2 separate regions of the Sus scrofa genome follow, and region 2 is linked to region 1. The links are chromatin contacts, called in public Hi-C maps. All regions are on one chromosome and are shown on one strand. The core of a region is the stretch at or near the end of the contact, and the rest is flanking DNA. Distances in the headings are between cores, read along the strand shown. Region 1 holds the start of ANKRD11 (ankyrin repeat domain-containing protein 11). Region 2 overlaps ANKRD11 (ankyrin repeat domain-containing protein 11).

Region 1 (5,801 bases), core at 2,356-4,855:
TCATCCTATCCCTATCCGAGCCTTTCCCCACTACCCCGGGTTGAATGCAGGCCTTAGAACGGTGCCAGGCACCAGGTAGGCACTCAAAAGCCCTCAATATGTTCTGAATAAATGAGTGGTGTCCTTGCAGTCACCGTGCTTCTCTCCACCTTATGTAGCACGTGTCCCACAGAAATCAAATGCAGCCAGGGTGTCATTTAAAATTTCCTAGTGGCTGGCTGTGGACTTCCCACTATGGCCCAGTGGGTTAAGGATCCATTGTTGCCACAGCTGTGGTCACAGTCATGGCCGCAACTTGGATTTGATACCTGGCCAGGAAACTTCATATGCTGAAGGTGAAGCAAAGAAAAAAAAAGGAGTTCCTGCTGTGGTGCAGCAGAATCGAATCCGATTAATATCCACAAGGATGTGGGTTCGATCCCTGGCCTCCCTCAGTGGATCGGGGATTTGACATTGCTGTGTGCTGTGGCACAGGCCCTAAAAAGCAAAAAAAAAAAAAAAAAAAAAAAAAAAGCAAAAATCCTAGTGCAATTAACTGAAATGCTATCATTTCCACACTTAGTAAAATTAAAAAAAATTAGATTTAAACGTTTTATGTTCTTTTCTTCTTCTTTTTTTTTTCCTTTTTAGGGCTGCACCCGTGGGATATGGAGGTTCCCAGGCTAGGGGTCAAATAGGAGCTGTAGCCACCAGCCTACACCACAGCCACAGCAACGTCAGATCCGAGCCATGTCTGTGACCTACACCACAGCTCACGGCAACACAGGATCCTTGACCCACTGAGGGAGGCCAGGGATCAAACCTGCATCCTCATGGATACTAGGCAGACCAGTTTCTGCTGAGCCATGACGAGAGCTCCCTATGTTCTTTTCTTCTTTGTACTAGGTCTTTGAAATTCAGTATTTTATTTTATTTTATTTACTTTTTTGGCCATGCCCACGGCATGCATAAGTTCCCAGGCCAGAGATTGCACCTGCGCCACAGAAGTGAAAATGCTAGCTCCTTAACTTGCTGAGTCACGAGGGAACTCCTAGATGTGTTTTCTTTCATAACTCCCTATGTTTCTCTCTCAAAGCACTCATCACAGTCTGTAACTAGCTACTTTTATGGCTCTTTGATGACTGTGTGTTTTCCCTGCCTATTGAGAAATCACGCGCTGGTAGAGACGAGACCCGCTGTTCCTGTTTGTTCCCAGTGTCTGCTTTACTGCCTGGCCCAGAGCAGGCGCGCCATAAACATTTCCCTCTCCCTGCCTGCCACGCCCATAGCATATGGACGTTCCTGGGCCAGGGATTGAGTACCAGCAGGAGCAGTGACCTATGCCACAGCTTCCTGTGATGCCGGGTGCATAACCCACTGTGCCAGGTCGGGGATCTAACCAGTGCCTCCACAGAGATAAGCCAGATCACTAGTCCACTGTGCCACATGGAAACTCTAACCTCTATTTATTTATTTATTTTATTTTATTTTTATTTTTTGCTATTTCTTGGGCTGCTCCCGTGGCATATGGAGGTTCCCAGGCTAGGGGTCCAATCGGAGCTGTAGCCACCAGCCTACGCCACAGCCACAGCCACGCGCGATCCGAGCTGCGTCTGCAACCTACACCACAGCTCACGGCAACGCCGGATCCTTAACCCACTGAGCAAGGGCAGGAACTGAACCCACAATCTCTTGGTTCCTAGTCAGATTCGTCAACCACTGCGCCACGACGGGAACTCCCCCTATTTATTTATTTTTTGCTTTTTAGGGCCTCACTTAGGGCACATCGAAGTTCCCAGGTTAGGGGTCCTAATGGAGCTGCAGTTGTCAGCCTACGCCACAGGGACCGAGCCCAGTCTGTGACCTACACCACAGCTCACTGCAGCAATGCCGGACACTTAACCCACTGAGTCATTGAGCAAGGCCAGGGGTTGATCCCGCGTTTGCCTGGTTGCTAGCCAGGTTGGTTACCACTGAGCCACAAGGGGAACTCCCGAAAACTCCCAATTTTTTTCTTTGTGCCATTTTCTTGGGCCACTCCCGTGGCACATGGAGGTTCCCAGCCTAGGGGTCTAATCGGAGCTGTAGCTGCTGGCCACAGCAACGCGGGATCTGAGCCGCGTCTGCAGCCTACACCACAGCTCACAGCAACGCTGGATCCTTAACCCACTGAGCAAGGCCAGGGATTGAACCCGAAACCTCATGGTTCCTAGTCAGATTCGTTAACCACTGAGCCACGATGGGAACTCCAACTCCCAATATTTTTGAATTAATGTATTAAAGGGCACAACTTTTTCCTTTAGCCTGCACGTCTTTACTCTGTATTCCTACCCATTCTGCTTCTGTGGAACTTCACTTTTCTTTGGTCTTAGTATGACTTCAGATTATTTCAAGGCCACTTGCATCCGTATTCATATTTCCTACTTTAAATTCCCTATGTGGTTGAGGTCAGTGTTTTTCAAATGTTCCCAAGGATGAGTATTATCAGGGACCAAAATAAAAAATGCCAATTCTTAGTTCCCTCCCATCGAGATTGGCACAGCAGGTGGAGTCTGAGATTGCTACTGGCTAATTCTTACAATGGCAAATATAGCAATCCCTGGGACATCTTAGACAGGCTTGTCGGCCCACAGGTTGGCTGTAACTGTCGGGAGTCCCTTCACCTAGGGAAGCTGTGGGTTGTGGACGGGAAGGGCAAAACCCAGCTGCCTAGAGGCGTGAGAGCCTGGTCCAGTCCCGACGTGGCCCCAGGAGAGGGCACCGTCTGGGTCTCCCATTTGCTCCTTAAGAAAGAGGTCTGAGGAATTCCCGTCGTGGCGCAGCGGTTAACGAATCCGACTAGGAGCCGTGAGGTTGCGGGTTCGATCCATGGCCTTGCTCAGTGGGTTAAGGATCCGGCATTGCCGTGAGCTGTGGTGTAGGTCGCAGACGCGGCTCGGATCCCGTGTCGCTGTGGCTGTGGCGTAGGCCAGCGGCTAACTAACAGCTCCGATTAGACTCCTAGCGTGGGAACCTCCATATGCCTGGAGAGCGGCCTTAGAAACGTCAAAAAAAAGACAAAAAAAAAAAAAGAGGTCTGAGAGGTGAGTCGGTCTGCGGCCGGCGGCGGAACACCCCTAGTCTAGCAGCAGGTGCAGCCAGAGCAAGACCGAGTTGCTGTGAGCAGACAGAGCACTACAGGCCAATCCCCGCTGACCTCCTAGTGGATACCGCGGTTCTTGTCTTGCAGCGCCTTCCGCGCCAGACCCACTTTGGACGGCTCCCCTTGCCGCTTCCGGCACTTGGAAAGGCCAATCGTCACGTCGGAGAACCAAAGGCCCGCCCCTCCGCGATGCAGGTAGCCAATTCAAGCTGCTTGCTCCCGGCGTCCCGTGCGCCTGGTCGTACGACCTTGTCCAATCCGTCCCGGGACTTCCTTCTGGTCCCGCCCCGGCCTGTCCCAGAAGCTGTCAATCTTGCCGTCTCCCTTGGCCCCGCGCGCACTTCCTCCCCGACGCCGTGACGTGCGCAGCCCTGAGCCCGACTGCGGCGGGCCAATGGCGGTGGCGGATACGGCGGGCCAATGGGCGGCAGCGTCTCATGCGGCCTGCGCCGTCGCAGCCGCCGCCGGGTCCCGGAGCCAGAGGCCGCCCGAGCCGGAGCGCGATGGAGCGAGGGCCCCAGGCGGGGAGGCGTCGCCGAGCGCGCGGCCCGACGCCCCCTCAGTGAGCGCCCAACCGCCACGGCGCCGCCCGAGGGCGGACTCGCCTCCGCCGCCTCGCCGCCGCGCCAGAGCTCGGAGCCCGCGCTGCCTTCCCGCTCGGGCCGCGGGCCGGGGACGGGCCGGGGCTGCATGGCCTCGCCCGCGCGCCGCCCCTGAGCCGCGGGCCGGAGCCGGAGCCTGAACCGGTGAGAGCCGAGATCGCGCGGGGGTCGGGACGAGCGCGGGGCGTGGGGCGGCTTCGCGGCCTGCAGGCCTCCCGCGCCGGGCGGAGCTGCGCTGCAGGCTCGGCGGGTCTGGGGGCCGGGGTCCCAGGCAGCCCTGACGGGCCGATGGGGCTCCGGGCGGGCCTGAAGGCCTGGGGGGCAGTCGAAACGGCCGACGGCTGACTTCGGGCGGGCTTGGGAGCCTGGGGCCGCCGGGGGGCTCCAGGCTGGCCTTGGGGGCCTGGGGGGCTGCGGGTGGGCCTGGGGGGCTGCGGGTGGGTCTGGGGGGCCCGGAGGCCTGACTGGGGGCTCCGGGCGGGCCCGGGGACCCGGGGGGGCCTACGGTGGTCCCAGGACAACCTTGAGAGGCAGAGGGTGGGCTTGGGGCGAGTCTGGGGAGCTCGAGAGGCCGACGGGGCGCTCCGGGTGGGCCCGGGGACCCGGGGGTCCTTAGGCAGCCGGGAGGGGCAGAGGGTGGGCTCCGAGGGGGCCTTGGCGGGGCGGCCGGGCCGCCTCGAGGGGCCGACAGGGGGGCTGCAGGGGGCCCCGGGCACCTGGGGAGCGGGCCGCAGACCTCTGACCCGCGGGAGGGGCGCCTTCGCGGTGCGGGCCGTAGTTGTTATTCCCAGCGTCCCTATTATTATCGCTGTTTTGAAATGGGAGCAGGCGGCTTTGGGCTCTGAGCCGGAGGGGGCGGGCGAGCCGGGGCCCTGGAGGGAGAGGGGGCTTTAGGGCCGCAGGAGGCGCGTGGGCCCGCGGAGGGGCAGGAATGCGGGGCAGCGGCGCGGGGGTGTTTCGGGGGGAGGGTAGGCGGGACTGGGGGGCGGGGGGGGGAGGGAAGCGGCGGCGGCTGCAACAGCAGCCCTTGGCCTCAAGGAACAATGTGAGACGTTGCCTGAAATGTTAATTTCCGTTCCTCATTTCATCATCCCCTGGCAGGGCGGTAGCTGTGTGTGTGTGTGTGTGTGTGTGTGTGTGTATGTGTGTGTGTGTGTATGTGTGTGTGTGTATGTATGTATATGTAAGGTTGGCTCTGCCACATGGATTCAATTCCCTCTTAAAGAGGGATTGTGTTGTTAAATCTTTTATCTCTGCCGTTTTGGGGGGAGTCTTCATGTTTTTGAGGTCTGCTCTTTTCTTGGTCCCCCATCAAGGTTTTCTGCTTTCGTTGGGGTTTTGAAAGCTAGTTTTGTAGTCCAGCTTCCAAAGTTTTGGAAGCAGCTTTGGAAGATTAAGCTGGCCTAAGAGGACCCTGTGCTTTCAAAAGCATTTTCTTTCTAACAGTTTAGATGCAGCATGGTTTCATTGTTTCTAGAGGTTTTCAGAAATTTTATGTTTGTTTGCAGGAGCAGGGTGGCTTTGCCCATTTTTCGGTAGAGAGTTCGACTTGCAGGCTTCCTCACAGGGTGAGAGGGTTTCCCAAGTGATTTGATGGACGTCCTTAACATTCCTTTTCCAGTGAGGAGTGAATGTGTGCACAGTTGTTGTTGTAAAACTTAGACTATTTTGATCCTTTTGGGGGTGATGAAGTGCACTCAGCTAAAAGATGTAAGATGATACTGCTCGTGGAAAAAGTGCCCTTGAAACAGTTACTATTTTTGCTTTGTGCAAACCCAGTCAATGGCATAACTTGGATGCTTCTAAATCAGAGCCCCTGAGACCGTGCACTGCATGCCTTTGGGATCGTGGTCTCCCTTACTGAGTGGTGCTGTCCTGGAAGACCTGGAGTTCTGTTTGTGCTTTTGGAGGATGATTGCAAAAGTGCTCGGCAATCACTTTGAAACCGGGGTTAGAGAAGAAAAAGGGCACACATCTTGCTCAACTTAGATAGTGACCCCTGGTCCCCCGCCCTCCCTTCAGCTGTCGTCTGCGCTCTGTGGTGTCACGCTCTGGAGCAGGCTCTCCTTTGATGGGCT
Region 2 (5,801 bases), core at 1,449-3,948, 37 kb after region 1:
GCTAGGGGTCCAATCGGAGCTGCCGCTGCCAGCCTGCACCACAGCCTCAGCCACGCCAGATCCGAGCCACGTCTGCGACCGACACCACAGCTCACGACAACGCCGGGTCCTTAACGCACAGAGCGAGGCCAGGGATCGAACCTGCAGCCTCATGGTTCCTCGTCGGATTCGTATCCGCTGTGCTGTAACGGGAACTCCGAATTTTCTTTTTATTGTGTAAAATACACGTAACATAAAAACACACCCTTTTGGCCATTTTTAGGTGTCCAGGCCTGCGGTTGTGCAGCCCTCAGGCACCACCGCCTCCGTTTCCAGACCTGCTTCCCCCGCCCTGGCTGACGCTCTGGCCAGGCACCTCTCCGCCCGCACCCACTCGTGCCTCCGGGGCCTGCCGCGGCCGGCTCGCCTCGCTCAGCGCGTCGCGTCTTTAGGTGCACCGGTGCCCAGGCCCACCTGGAGTCTCCCGCCCCGGGGGTGGGGCTGGGTGCGTGAGCGCGAGGTGCTCTGCTGCTTTGGTGCTTCCATCCCCTCGGGGTCTCCGCCTCCTACTCTGCGCCTTATAAAGTGCCTACTGGCAGTTCCCTTCGTGGCACAGCCAAAGCGAATCTGACTAGGAACCGTGAGGTTGCTGGTTCGATCCCTGGCCTTGCTCAGTGGATTAAGGATCCGGTGTGGCCGTGAGCTGTGGTGTAGGTCGCAGACGTGGCTCAGATCCTGTGTGGCTGTGGCTCTGGCCTAGGCAGCAGCTGTAGCTGTGATTGGACCCCTAGCCTGGGAACCTCCTATATGCTTGGGTGCGGCCCTAAAAAAAAAAAAAAAGCATACTGTATTTTCACTTTTAATCGTTTTCTTCTAAATAAATAATTATAAATCAGAAATACAATAATTAAGTCAATAAGTTCAAAAGCTTTTAACCTAGACCTGCAGAACTTTTTAGGTAACCGAAATGCCGTGGCCGAGGTAGCAGTTCTCTTCAGTTGGAGGAGTGGAACTGCAGAGAAGCTGCATCGCTTCCAGGATTTGGTTTTCTCATTCCTCTGGGTGGGATTTCTCCTGGCGGACTCCTGGCCCTGAGTTCTTCCAGCTTTTGTCTGCCTCCCCTTTGTGTGTTTCTCTAGCTTTTGTTTTTGAAAGGTGTTTTGCAGGCTGCCCTGTATTCCTTGAGCACTGCAGTCAAGTCCTTCCGTGAATTCTCACTGGCCCTGTTTCCATCGAGAATCTGCTGTCGTCCTGGTCCTCAAGCCTTTGTCTGGAAAGCGGCTTTTTTCTCTGAAGGCTTTTGACAGTCGAGGTTATTTGGTGTATGGTGTAGCGTGGGAAGTAGTTTTTACTCATGTTTCTTGTGCTTGGGTTTGTTGAGCTTTATGTATGGATCTGTGGATTTAGTTCATCAGAGTTGGAATTTTTTCCAATACTTTTCTGTCCCTCCCTTTTTCATTTGTAAATTGCATTTAAATTTATATGGGATTGTTTAGAGTATCAGCCAGCACAGTGGTACCCTGTTCATTTTTTTCTTTTTCTTCTTTTTTGTTTTTATGGCTGTGTCTGTGGTGTATGGACGTTTCCAGGCCAGGGATTGAATCTGAGCTGCAGCTGTGGCAATGCTGGATCCTCTAACCTGCTGTGCTGGGCTTGCGATCGAAGCTGCACCTATGCAGGGACCTAAGCTGCTGCAGTGGGCTTCTTAACTGACAGTGGCAACTCCAGCTGTTCCTTTTTTCTTCCTGTTTTCTCTGTTTCTTATCTTGGGCGCTTTCCGTTGCCGGGACTCTCTCCGCTCGCTCACCACTCTTTTCTTTGGTGGTGTCTGCCACACCCGACGGTTTTTGTCTCAGACGGTTTTTCTTTTTTGCCTTTTGTCTTCTTTAGGGCCGCACCCGTGGCACCTGGAGGTTCCCAGGCTAGGCGTCCAATTGGAGCTGCAGCCGCCGGCCACAGCAACGCCAGATCCAAGCTGTGTCTGCAACCTACACCGCAGCTCACGGCATCGCCGGATCCTTGACCCACTGAGCCGGATCCTTGACCCACTGAGCGGTCCGGGGATCAAACCTGGGTCCTCATGGATGCTAGTCGGATTTGTTTCCACTGAGCCGTGATGGGAACTCCCGTCTCAAACATTTTTACCTTGTGTATTGTGGTTTTGACTTGTCAAGAGGTGTGATCTGGGTCCTTGAGAGCTTCCGTCTGTCTGGCCAGCGTGTGGGGTCTTTCACTTCCGGGTCGTCATTCATCAACTGTCTCTTCTGTGTCATTTCCGCTTGGCTGGTTTCTCTCCTGTTGCTCATTCTTTCCTGCTGCGTGGTGGTAATTTTTGATTGTGTGCCAGACATTGTTAATTTTACCTTGTTGTTGCTGGGTATCTTTGTGTTACTATAAACATCCTTGGGCTTTGTTCTTGAATGTAGTTAAGCTCCTTGGAAGCAGTTGATTCCTTTAGGTCTTTATTTCGAGCTTTGTTGGGTGGGGCCACAGCAGCCTTTAGTTTGGGGCCGAGTTCATGGATTTTGGAGTTCTCTCCCTTTTGTGCTCCCCTGCAGACTCCAGGGGTCCTGCCTGCCTGGAATTCAGGGCCGCCTTCTCCCGAGGGGGTGCTGGCTTTCCCCGCCCGTGCTGTGGCTCGGGATCCCTCACCCACTTCCTTCTCCCCTCTCGGTCAGGTTCCGCACCGCCTCCTGTCCAGAGCCTTGCAAACCATTGTTCCTTAGTTCTTTCCTGGTGTGGGGGATGGTGAGCATGTTCCTTTTATTCTACCTGGTGCAGAGTGGAAGCTGGGACAGGAGTTTTCCAAAATGTAAATATTTTGCTTGGGAGCTCAGATTTCGTAGTAACAAACACCGACTGGTGTTTACTTGTGGAAGGACTGTCCATCGTTCTTCTGGCGAAGCTGGGCTCTGTGCCCGTGTGGCCCGGTCAGTGGCACAAGTGCTTGGTCAGAGGCCCCTGTCCTCATCGGTAGGAGGTACACTTCATACCTTCCTAAGTTCTTTTTTTCTTTTCTTTTTAGGGCCGCACCTGGAAGTTCTATGGCTAGGGGTTATATGGAAGTTCTCAGGCTTGGGGTTAATTCGGAGCTACAGCTGCTGGCTGACGCCGCAGCCACAGCAACACTGGATCCGAGCTGCATCTGTAACCTGTAGCACAGCTCACGGCAACTCTGGATCCTCAACCCCCTGAGCGGGGTTCCTTGAAACACTTAACTCCCCAGCCCCAGCGCAGGGATCGAACCCGAATCCTCATGGACAGTAGTCAGATGCGTTACTGCTGAGCCACAGCAGGACCTCCTGATTTGTGCTGAGGACCCAGCATGGTTACCTTCCTCGCACAGGCTGACTCCGGAAGGAGGCAGGCATCTCCTGCTACGTTACGACGGTGGGTGTGGTCTCACGGCTGCTGCCCAGTGCACTGCCAGTGCTGGGTCGGGGTGGGGGGGGTGACCAGAGGCTGAAAGGGGTGGAGAGGGTAGAGAGGGGTCGGGGCTGCAGCCTTGAAATTGCGCGGCTCTGAGATACGTTTTAGGGTACAGAAGATGCCTGTAGGCTTGGTTCCCATTTGGGGAATGTAAATCAAATTTTGCTAACTTTGCTAAAGTTAGGTTTGGATTTTTTTTAAAGGAATGGTGTGGAATGAAGCAGCTTCTTTGTAGCCAGCAGCTTTGAAGGTTGATGGAAGGTGTCTGAACACAGCAATGATGGTTAGCCTTCCCATGGAATTGGGAAAGAAATGAAAGCCCTGGAGAGCTTTTTTCTATAAGTCACATAAAGCGTGTGCTCAAGGGATGTAGGAGCAGGGATGTACTATGGAGAACAAAGTGAGCGGCTTTTGTTTTGAATAAACTTGGAAAATGAGTCGTTTCAGAGAACTCTTGGCATTCCTGTCGTGGCGCAGTGGTTAATGAATCTGACTAGTGTCCATGAGGTTGCGGGTTTGATCCCTGGCCTGGCTCAGTGGGTTAAGGATCCAGCGATGCCGTGAGCTGTGGTGTAGGTCGCAGATGCAGCTTGGCTCTGACAGTGCTGTCGCTGTGGTGTTGGCTGGCAGCTACAGCTCCGATTCCACCCCTAGCCTGGGAACCTCCATATGCCACAGGTGCAGATCTAAAAAGACAGAAAAGAAAAAGAAAAAAAGGCAGAGAACTCTTTTCTGTTGGCATCAGTGCCTTCCCTAGGTCGCCTTGCAGCAGCAGTGTCACGGAGAGCAGGTCACCTGTGCTGGTGGGCTCTTGTTCCAAGGGGGTGTCTCTGAGGCTTTGCCGGGGTGGGGGTGGGGTCTTTGTGTGGGAGTGGCTTGTTACCCCGGGGGAGGCCTGACCTCCAGCTTGACCTGAGTTGAAGCGCAGTGTGTCTCAGGGTGGTCCCCGACACACCTGAGATTGTTTTAGTGCCTTCCCGCAGTGCCTCTTCAAGGAAACTTGGCTGTTGCATTACCCCTTGTGCTGGCAGTAAGGACATTTCTGTCACCCGCAGAAGGTCCCTAGCATACAACCGCCTATTCATTTTACCCTCCCATTTTTGGCCATACCTGTGGCACATGGATGTTCCTGCGCCTGGGATCGAACTGGAGCTGCAGCTGAGGGCTGTGCCACAGCCATGGCACTGCTGGATCCTTAACCCACTGAGCGAGGCCAGCAGTTGAACCCATATCTTCACAGAGAAAATGTCGGTCCCTAACCCCCTGAACCACAGTGGGAACTCCAGGAACTCCCAAGTTTTTTAAAAATGTATGTTGTCCAAGTATAGCTGATTTGCAGTGCTGTGTCGATAGAGTTTTGTCATAGGTTGGTTTGGGATACATGCACTCTCTTTGTGGTTCACATTATTCCTCTGGTGAGATATTTTTAAAACTCGGGGTTTGGCTGTTTTACAGTGAGCAGTTCTCCGGCTTTAACCTGTTTATAGTGTCGTGCAGCCCTCCCCTCTTCCTGGGCTCGGCTGCCCCCTGGCATGTGGAGTTCCCGGACCAGGGGTCACATCAGGGAGGCAGTTGCGACCTGTGCCGCAGCCACAGCAGTGGCGGACCCTTCACCCCTGTGCGGGCTGGGGATCTCCGCTGAGCCCCAGTGCTCCGGCGAGGCCCCTGATCCCCTTGGGCCCCAGCGGGACCCCCAGGTTCTAGATGCTTCGTGCCCTGAGAGGAACCCTGTCCCGTCAGACAGCGTCTCCGTGTGCCCTGCAGCCCTTCCGCCGCGCGCGCCTGCTGCGGACACGTCACATCGAGGGGCCCCTTCCGCAGGACGTTTTCCAGGCTCGTCCTGAGGCTCTTTTTCGGCTGTGAGGAGGATTTGTCTGTCGCATGTACACGTCTTGTTGCCCTTCGTCTGTGATGGCCGTGGCTGCTCCCTGCTGCTGGCTGTCGTCAGCAGTGCTGCTGCGTGCCCGGCCTGTTTGGCACCGTGCAGGTGTGTGCCTCGGGGTGGGATGCTGGCTCATGTGACATCTCTGCCGTTAACTTTTGGAGGAACTGCCAAACTCTGCCGTAGCTGTTGCTCCACTTTGTGTCCCTGCCCTGTGGCCAGGAGCACAGCCACGGTCCGAGTGGATCGCGGGCGCGCTGCCGTCCTCTGCCACCACCTGCCCGAGGGTGTGGGCTCTGGTCCTCGGGGGCTGCGGTGGCGAGCAGTCAGCCCTGCCGCCCCGCCCGTGCTCCCTTGGCGCCTGCAGCCGGGCGCTCTCGGGCACGGTCCGGCATTCAAAGGTTGGTTCCGACGGCTCTCGCCAGCTTGTCTGTTGCTTTCTGTGGAGGGACGGGCTTGTGGAGTTCCCGTTCTGCCGCCTTGGGGCCGTCATCGCCCGGCCAGGTGCTCT

The links. A called contact is a pair of places that touch in the nucleus more often than the background predicts.
Region 2: a contact with region 1 is called in a Hi-C map of retroperitoneal adipose tissue, with 1.6 times the contacts expected there. The contact joins the enhancer-like site here to the promoter of ANKRD11 in region 1. A contact is called at or near these places in 8 of 47 Hi-C or Micro-C datasets (embryonic fibroblasts, fetal liver, liver and 2 more) and 2 of 2 datasets of contacts at active chromatin or transcription factors (alveolar macrophages and skeletal muscle).

The regions. Positions count from the first base shown.
Region 1 is chr6:452,251-458,051 of Sscrofa11.1, forward strand. ANKRD11 (ankyrin repeat domain-containing protein 11) reads left to right here and starts at 3,606. Exons shown (of 14, transcript XM_021097042.1): 1 at 3,606-3,867.
Region 2 is chr6:490,258-496,058 of Sscrofa11.1, forward strand. The region is part of intron 1 of ANKRD11 (ankyrin repeat domain-containing protein 11); the gene reads left to right. Among named protein-coding and RNA genes, the nearest start is that of ANKRD11, 37 kb to the left of the region's middle. Within about 2 kb of position 2,699, at least 6 of the 83 cell types and tissues checked have an H3K27ac peak or open chromatin away from gene starts, as enhancers often do. A contact at or near this core is called in retroperitoneal adipose tissue, where this site is marked.